Linked DNA regions of Zea mays: region 1 is linked to region 2. Evidence: chromatin contacts called from public Hi-C data. All regions are on one chromosome and are shown on one strand. Each heading gives the region's core, a stretch centred on a gene start, on an enhancer-like site or on the middle of the called end of the contact. The rest is flanking DNA. Distances are from core to core; before and after follow the strand shown.

Evidence for each region. A called contact is a pair of places that touch in the nucleus more often than the background predicts.
Region 1: a Hi-C map of ear shows a contact between it and region 2, with 1.6 times the contacts expected there. The contact joins the promoter of LOC100216595 here to the promoter of LOC100382616 in region 2. A contact is called at or near these places in 2 of 25 Hi-C or Micro-C datasets (ear and tassel).

What each region holds. Positions count from the first base shown.
Region 1 is chr5:183,093,855-183,097,870 of Zm-B73-REFERENCE-NAM-5.0, reverse strand. LOC100216595 reads left to right here and starts at 1,716. Exons shown (of 8, transcript NM_001143009.1): 1 at 1,716-2,090; 2 at 2,186-2,327; 3 at 2,452-2,530; 4 at 2,631-2,755; 5 at 3,411-3,512; 6 at 3,633-3,701; 7 at 3,789-3,887. The coding sequence starts at 1,873.
Region 2 is chr5:182,813,411-182,817,704 of Zm-B73-REFERENCE-NAM-5.0, reverse strand. LOC100382616 reads left to right here and starts at 1,965. Exons shown (of 18, transcript NM_001175341.1): 1 at 1,965-2,495; 2 at 2,580-2,679; 3 at 3,249-3,305; 4 at 3,398-3,444; 5 at 3,873-3,906; 6 at 4,049-4,139. The coding sequence starts at 2,434.

The DNA.
Region 1 (4,016 bases), core at 467-2,966, 280 kb before region 2:
AAATATTATATAAGTTGTTTTATATATTATTTGCTCCCTACAACACAAAAAGTTGAAAAAATTACCGAATTTATTTCCGAATCCATACCGAAGTTTATATCTATTATTTGAGAAAATATATGATGAATTTGAGGTTTACCTTTTATGAATCTTAATAAGCTGGATGTTAAAAACAAGAATATAAATTTATATTGTATATTCTATATCCTATTTATTCGCAATCAAAGAAAAAACTGATTACCGAATAAATTCCGTTTCCGACCGTTTTCATCCCTAGCAGGGAGGATGGCCGTCGTCGCTGCTTCGCGCCGCCACGCCGTCACCTGGCGCCGCCACGCTGTCACCTGGCGCCGGCGTCTCTTCGCCTCCTCCGCCGCCAGGGTTACGGATTGGACCAGGACGCCACCAGACGAGGATTAATGCCAGACAGTGGTGGAAGAAAAAGAAGTTCACACCGGGCCAATTCGAAACCAGTCCATTTCTTCCCAACCCTAAACGAACACCTTTTGGATGGACGACCCAATTCAAAACCAGGCTATTTCTTTCCCCTGGAACCAGGCCCGAAACACGCCCAACAGGCCAAAACGAACGCGACCTTAGTCCGTCTCAAATCAAATATGTTAATACTAGTTATAAATCAAATATTTTAATACTAATAATAAATGTATAGTTTAAAATTAATTATATAGATGTAGATTAATCAGCGAGACGGATTTATTAAGTTTAATTGATCTATGATTAGTAAATTTTTATTGTAGTATTATATGAGTAAATTATGTACTAATTAGGTTTGATAAGGTTATATTGTCGTTTAATCTCTATCTATATAATTAGTTGTATAATTATACTATATTTAATACTTCTAGCTAGCATCTAAACACCGAGGTAAGGATTCTAGTTATAAAACTAATTATACAAAACTAAACAATAAGACAAATCTATTAAACCTAATTAGTTCATGATTTGTTCATTTGATGTTGTAGTAATCATTTGCTAAACGTAGATTAATAAGGCTTAATAATTCATTTCATAGTTTATTTCTTCATGTGGGCAATTAGTTTTTAATTAGAATATATTTAATACTGTTAGTTGATATTCAAGTAAATGACATGACGCACACTAAACTTTATTTGATGGGGTCCAAATAAGGATATCCTGTAGTACCAATATATATATATATATATATATATATTCATCAAAAAATTATACTCTTAGGGTTACTTATATAAGTTCACGGGTATAAATTTGTTATCATACTCGCACTCGCACGGGTTACTAGTCGGGTAAACCGCAAACAACTTATGAATAAGAGTCTATGGCCCTGTTTGTTTCGGTTTCTGACAGCTTCTGGCCACCAAAAGCTGTTGCGGACTGCCAAACGCTTAGCTTTTCAACCAGCTTCTATAAAATTTGTTGGGGCAAAAACCATCCAAAATCAACATAAACACATAATCGGTTGAGTCATTGTAATAGTAGAAATCCGTCACTTTCTAGATCCTGAGCCCTATGAACAACTTTATTTTTCTCCATATGTAATCGTAATGATATTCAGATTCTCCCCCAGCTAAATTTTCAGAAAAGCTGGTCAGAAAAAAGATGAACCAAAACAGCCCCTATGAATAATGGGCTGGCCTACCTACTTACACGACCGTCTCGGCCTGGCCTGTGATGGATGATAAGCACTGCTAGGCTATCCTGGCCTATCAGGCCTACTTGGCGCGTCTCTCTCTGTCTAGCGGCCGAGTTTAACAGTTAAACCCTAGCTCACCGTCGTGCTCGCCTCCCCGCGCCTGCTCCGGTGCTCCCTTCAGGCACTGACAGTTCGCCGCCGCGGCGGCGCTTTCGAGCCCACGCGGAAGCGCACCTAGTGCCATGGCGAAGAAGCGGAAGCACACCGACGCCCAGGCAGAGACGGCCGGCGCAGAGAAGCCAGACGACTCCGCACCGGCGCGCCCGGAGCGCACGCTCTTCGGCTTCAAGGATCCGGCCCCCGACGCCGTGCCTGACTCCGCGGCCTCCAGGGCCGCGGTGGCGCCGTTTAGGAACAGGGAGAAGGTACTCATCACCTGCTCCCGCCGCATCACGTACAGGTGAGTGCTCCCTTTTTTTCCCCTCATGCAGTGTCGTGCCTCGTTTCCTGTGGTGTATGAGGATGATTCCATTCACTCGTGCGTGCTCGACGTAGGTATCGTCATCTGATGCAGGACGTGTTGTCGATGCTCCCGCACGCGAAGAAGGACAGCAAGGTCGAGTCGAAGCAGAGCAAGGGGAACGCTCTCAACGAGATGCTCGAGCTCAGGAGCTGCTCCAGTTGTCTCTTCTTCGAGGTATGGCTCTTCTACTATGCTTCCACCCCATGGTGGAAATCTTGTTACCATTGACATGGTCTTTTTTGCTTACATTTATTACAGTTCTGTTAACATTGAAAGTTTTTTCCTTCATGTATTACAGTGCCGAAAACAGAAGGATCTTTACCTTTGGATGGTGAAGTCTCCTGGAGGACCATCAGTGAAATTTCTAGTTAATGCTGGTATGAATAATACTTACACTGTGGCTGTCTTATGCACTCCAGTTTATAATTTGTATGCTTTTGTCGTGACTTAATGATTAATCACGATGTGATGATGTAGTTCACACCATGGAGGAGTTGAAGCTTACGGGTAACCATCTGAAAGGGTCACGGCCACTTCTTACATTTTCTACAAATTTTGATGAGCAACCTCATTGGAAGCTTGTGAAGGAAATTATAACTCATGTATGTAATTGTTTTCACATGTTATGCTGTACCTACATGTTGCTAATCATTTTTTAAGATGTTGATGAACTGCCCTGATCTATCCAGTTATCCAGATTTGCATGTGTCGTTTTCTCTTTGTTATAGAAACAACTTGGTTTTCTAATGATAAAAATCTAAGAGGATTTTGCAAACATACAACAGGGTCAGACTCCACCTTGCTATTTTAGCACTGGAATGTGTCAATGACAGATGGACCAAGACCCACTTGTCATTGCGACACCCTGTGGTAAAAGAGCAGACTGGTGTTTGACGCAGTGGTAAATGTCGAAATTTTCAAAAATGAAATTGTATTAGCTTTTTTGCTGGATTTTAATCCACATGCACTGAACTACTGAAGGTTATCATATGTTGGCTCTAGTTCTTTCTTTTTTGGAAACGATAAGAACATAATAACATCATGCATGCTGCTATCTAATCTTGCATTTCCACTGCACTGTATAACAAAAAGATGGGTGTATATGAAGTTAATACTGCTTATTATACTATCAAACCAACTTTTGTTGATGATGTATGTGAACTTTCATGTTCATCTGCTTATGGGACAAATAAGTTCTTACGAACTAGAAGATTCTTGCAAAACATGATCGTGAAACCATTACCTGTACTTGTGCAGATATTTGCTACTCCTAAAGATCACCGTAAAGCAAAACCTTTCCATGACCATGTATTTGTCTTCTCCATTGTGGATGGCCATGTTTGGTTTCGAAACTACCAGGTGATCTATCTCCCATTTTTCAGAATGAATTTTTATTTGGATTAGGTTCATTTTTTTTGTGCAATGCAAAGTTCATGTCTTAGCACCATTTGAATTTTAGAAACCAACTTATTTTGACAGATTTCTGTTCCCCACAATGAGATTGATAAAGTTGATAAAGGTGGTATGGATAAAATGACACTTATTGAGGTAATTGCATTGAGCTTCTATATGGATACTTTATGTGCTTCCTAGTTTTGTCTAAATAATAATTTGTGCTTGGATTGCTCTATATAGGTTGGCCCCAGGTTCTGTTTGAATCCAATCAAAATATTTGGTGGTAGTTTTGGTGGTCCTACATGGTATGAGAACCCATACTACATTTCCCCCAATCAGGTGTGATAATCCGTTGTTCTGTTGTCCTGTACTGTTCATAAGTTTGAATATATTTGTAGGTGTTAGTGCTATACTCTAAAGGCAACCCAGATAATTACTTCTCATCAAGGGCTAGTTGATACTGTGTTA
Region 2 (4,294 bases), core at 716-3,215:
ATGTCCGGTGTGCCACCGGACATCCAGGCGGGCCCAAAAGTCAGAGCTCCAACGGTCGGAACCCAACGACCTGGTGACGTGGCTGGCGCACCGGACACTGTCCGGTGTGCACCGGACTGTCCGGTGCACCATGCGACAGACAGCCCCACCAAACGGCTAGTTTGGTGGTTGGGGTTATAAATACCCCCAACCACCCCACATTCAAGTCATCCAAGTTTTCCTACTTCAACTACTTACAAGAGCTCTAGCATTCAATTCTAGACACACCCAAGTGATCAAATCCTCTCCAAATTCCACACAACGCCTTAGTGATTAGTGAGAGAGATTTGCTTGTGTTCTTTTGAGCTCTTGCGCTTGGATTGCTTCTTTTCTTTCTCAATCTTTCTTGAGATCAAACTCACTTGTAATTGAGGCAAGAGACACCAATTCTGTGGTGGTCCTTGCGGGAACTTTGTGTTCCAAGTGTTTGAGAAGAAGAAGCTCACTCGGTCCGAGGGACCGTTTGAGAGAGGGAAAGGGTTGAAAGAGACCCGGTCTTTGTGACCACCTCAACGGGGAGTAGGTTTGCAAAAACCGAACCTCGGTAAAACAAATCCGCGTGTCACACTCTTTATTTGCTTGCGATTTGTTTTGCGCCCTCTCTTGCGGACTTGATTATATTTCTAACGCTAACCCGACTTGTAGTTGTGATTAACTTCGTGAATTTCAGTTTCGCCCTATTCACCCCCTCTAGGCGACTTTCAAATTTAGGGGACGTTGCCGGAGACAGCCTGAAATGCATTTATCTAGAGCGAGTCTAGGAGATCTCTTTTGCACAACCTAGGTCAGTCAACAGAATCTTTATATTTGCATACGTATAGCAGGATAGGTGGTTGTGCACCAAACCAAACAACTTCATAATTGATATGTTATCGAGTATCTTTATATTTAAGTAGAGCCGTTTCTGACTTTTTAGAGGCTAAGGCGAAATTCGATATGGTGACCCTATCCACATATATATATATTTAACGTATAAAAAGTGTCATACTGTTTTGAAGTTTATAAAGTAATAAATATAGAAATATAACAAAAACACTTGTTACATGATATTACTAAAAATTTCTTCTAACATTTTATGATATAAAGTTATCGTTTATATCATTGAGATCAATCTCATCCAACTTCCTTTCAATATAAAGAATCACCAAACCATTTAACCTCTCTTGAGTCATTGTTGACCTTAAATTGTTCATAAAAAAATTTCTATTTAAAAAGCTTCTCTCCACCGAAGCAATCATCATGTATGTATCATAATAGAATTCAATTTGTTTTTATTAGTGGATTCATAGTGTATATGTTTCATATATGTGTCTATATTCGTCGTCATCTTAAATATAAATATAAAAAAGTAAAATCTAAAAATATTATTTTAGAACGGAAAAAATATTTAATAAGTAATTTAGACATTAGTTTAATAAATAAGTTTAACAAAAAAATGCTAGTATCTAATGGCTAGAGGCTCTCAATTTTTAGAGCCCTGAGTGCGGTTGCACCCTCCGTCTGTGCCTCCGGCGCCTCAGCACCCTTCATGTATGGCCCTGTGTTTAAGCATAAGTAAAAGGGAACATATTTGGTGCTTAAAGGGTATAGTGCTCAAGTATACATTTTAAATCTGAGACATCCATCTCACGTCCAGCGACAACAGTTAATTTGATTAAAAACCACTCTCACCAAAGGAGGAAGGTGAAAGAAGTTTTTTTGTAAAATTAGTGTTTTTGTTAGATGTTAGATGTTGGATGAACGTTCTAGATTTAAAATATGTATTTGAGCACCGTACCCTTTTGAGCATCGATATGTTCCCTAAGTAAAAACTGGCAAACACTACTTCTGGAAAAAAATCGCGTCTTGCGGGGCGGGCGCCGGCGCGCCGCGCTAGCTGCATTTTCAGCCAATTCTCATTTTGGCGGGAACATACTCTGGGTCTAGCCTGTTTGGTAATTGGTACTCGGCTCCACTCGGCGAGATTCGGGAGCGCGCTTCCAAACGCCGCCGCGATTCGGCATCCTGCTCGCGTGAGAAGCGCTCATCCGGCATTCCGGCTCCAACCGTCCATTCTCCGCCCCGCTTCGCCTTTTTTCCCGTCGCTTCCTTCTCCGCTGCTCCCGCCGCCCTTCTCCGGCAGGATTCGACGGCGGCGGCGGTCTCTGCGAGCCTCCTCTTACTTCACGGCTGCCTGGAGGGCTTCCCGAGCCGCGGCGATCTCTCACAGCTCGCCTTCCTCGTCATCCTGCACCGCTGCGGCCTCCCGCGCCGTCGAGAGTGAGCGAGTTCGGGAGCGCTACCGCTACCAAACATGGAGCTTAGCTGGAGCGGGAGCCCGTGTGAGCTGGTTGGGAGTCCTACCAAACAGGCATTCTAACCCTAATCGAGTGGTGCCTTCCCTAGCCGTCGGCTATGGACAAGTTCCTCGTGCCGGCGCCGCCTCATTGTGGCGAGGAGCCCGCGCCGCCTCCTAGGTGCTCCGCGCCCCCTCAGAACAACCCTCGATTGCCTTTTGCTTTTCGTTGCCCTCTGAAGTCTGAACCTCTTCTGGGCCGCAGGAGACACCGGTGGAGGCGCATCATCGCGGAGCTGGACGGCCGCATAGACTCCAGGTTCCAGCACAGAGATTCGCGCCTCCTTCTTGATTCCTTCACCGAGGTGCCATACTCTCGAAACAGATAGCTGATAATAGTTTTGCTTTTGGTTCTTTGTTGTTTATTTAGTTCGCCATTGTGATTTCTTAGTAGTAGGAGCTAAACAGGACCATTTGAGATTTCTTAATAGTAGGAGTTAAACAGGACGGGTAACTCTCCAGGCCAAGGTTTAATTATAGTAACCTAATCCTAGTGCAACTATCCCTTTTTAGTTTATCCTGGCCTAGAACCCCCTTTAGTTAATCCTAGCACAGCTATATGTTTCTGCTCAAAAACAAAATGTTAAATTATTTAGTGGAATATCTGCTCCTCAATGCCAAAATAGAGAATAAAGGTACTGTAATCCGGGAGAAATATCTTTATGACTTATGAGCTTCACAACTTTTGCCGACTAGCTCCTATGGTCTGTTTGTGTTAACGGTTGTGCACTGGGGACTAGGAGTTTAGAACTTTAGATATCATCTCTGGAAAATGGAAAATGGGGGACATTTTTTTGTCTGTTTTATTCTTACCTTTCAATATACATTTTCCAATCTTGTTTTTAATTTTCTCATTTAATTTTATCTTGACAAGGTTGGGGCCTTCGATCACAAGTATTACATTCATGGCGAGGAAAGGTGTCGGACATACGTAATGCTGATCCTTTGGTCCATGTTTTTCTTGTAACACTGAGCTGCAGTACTTCATACAACTGACAGGTTTATTGTGATTGCTTCTATCAGGTGGATCGAATAATTAGTGCTTCAACTATAAATTTTCATCCAGTAAGGTCAGTCTTTTTATAGCTTTTGGAGTGTTACCTTTCATGATTTATAGTGATGGCGAAAGGGCCTCTAGCGTAATGGTTAAGGCTTCCGAGTAGCACCTCCAGTTCTCGGGTTCGATTCCCCTCGGGGGCGAATTTCTGGCTTGGTTAAAAAAATCCCCTCGCTGTGCCTCGCCCTTGCCCGCTCCCAGGTTACGTCCCGCGCCTGCGCGCCACCCTCTGGCTGGGCCGTTGTAGAGTGGGCGGTGACGACCCGCTAGCGATGTGGGCCAGTGTTCAGGGATTTCTTGGCCGAGACCATGTTTCGGTCTTTAATACCGGGAGGGCGATCTTTCCCTCTCCGGCCGAGTATTTTTTTTATTTATAGTGATGTAATTGTCACCTTCCTACAGCTCCATTAATCCATTTTAACAGCTATTGTATTTGAACAGGGAGGGTGTTTCAGCAATAGAATTCGATAGAAAGGTAAAATGCATATTCGGTGCAAATATATTTTTTCTAGTTTAGCATGACTGCAAATTCCAGCTCCCTGCCTTCCATTTTGTCAGAATAAATTTGTCATACGAGTAATATCAGAGCATCCTCATTTCTGATTTTAATGGTGCAGGGAATATACATTGCATCAGTGACACTCTCAGGGTGTCTGACGGTGCATGACTTTGAGACTTTGTACTGCTCTAAATATGGCCCACCATGCAGTAAGTTAAAACTAGAACCCACATGACCTCCTTTCTAACATGCATCGTCTTCTGGTTAAAATTATTTTTCTCTAACCATAGCTTCCTATCTTCATGTGATTTGGAAACTAGGAATCAGTTTAAGAACCTGACTTTTCCTAGACAAAGAGCTACCT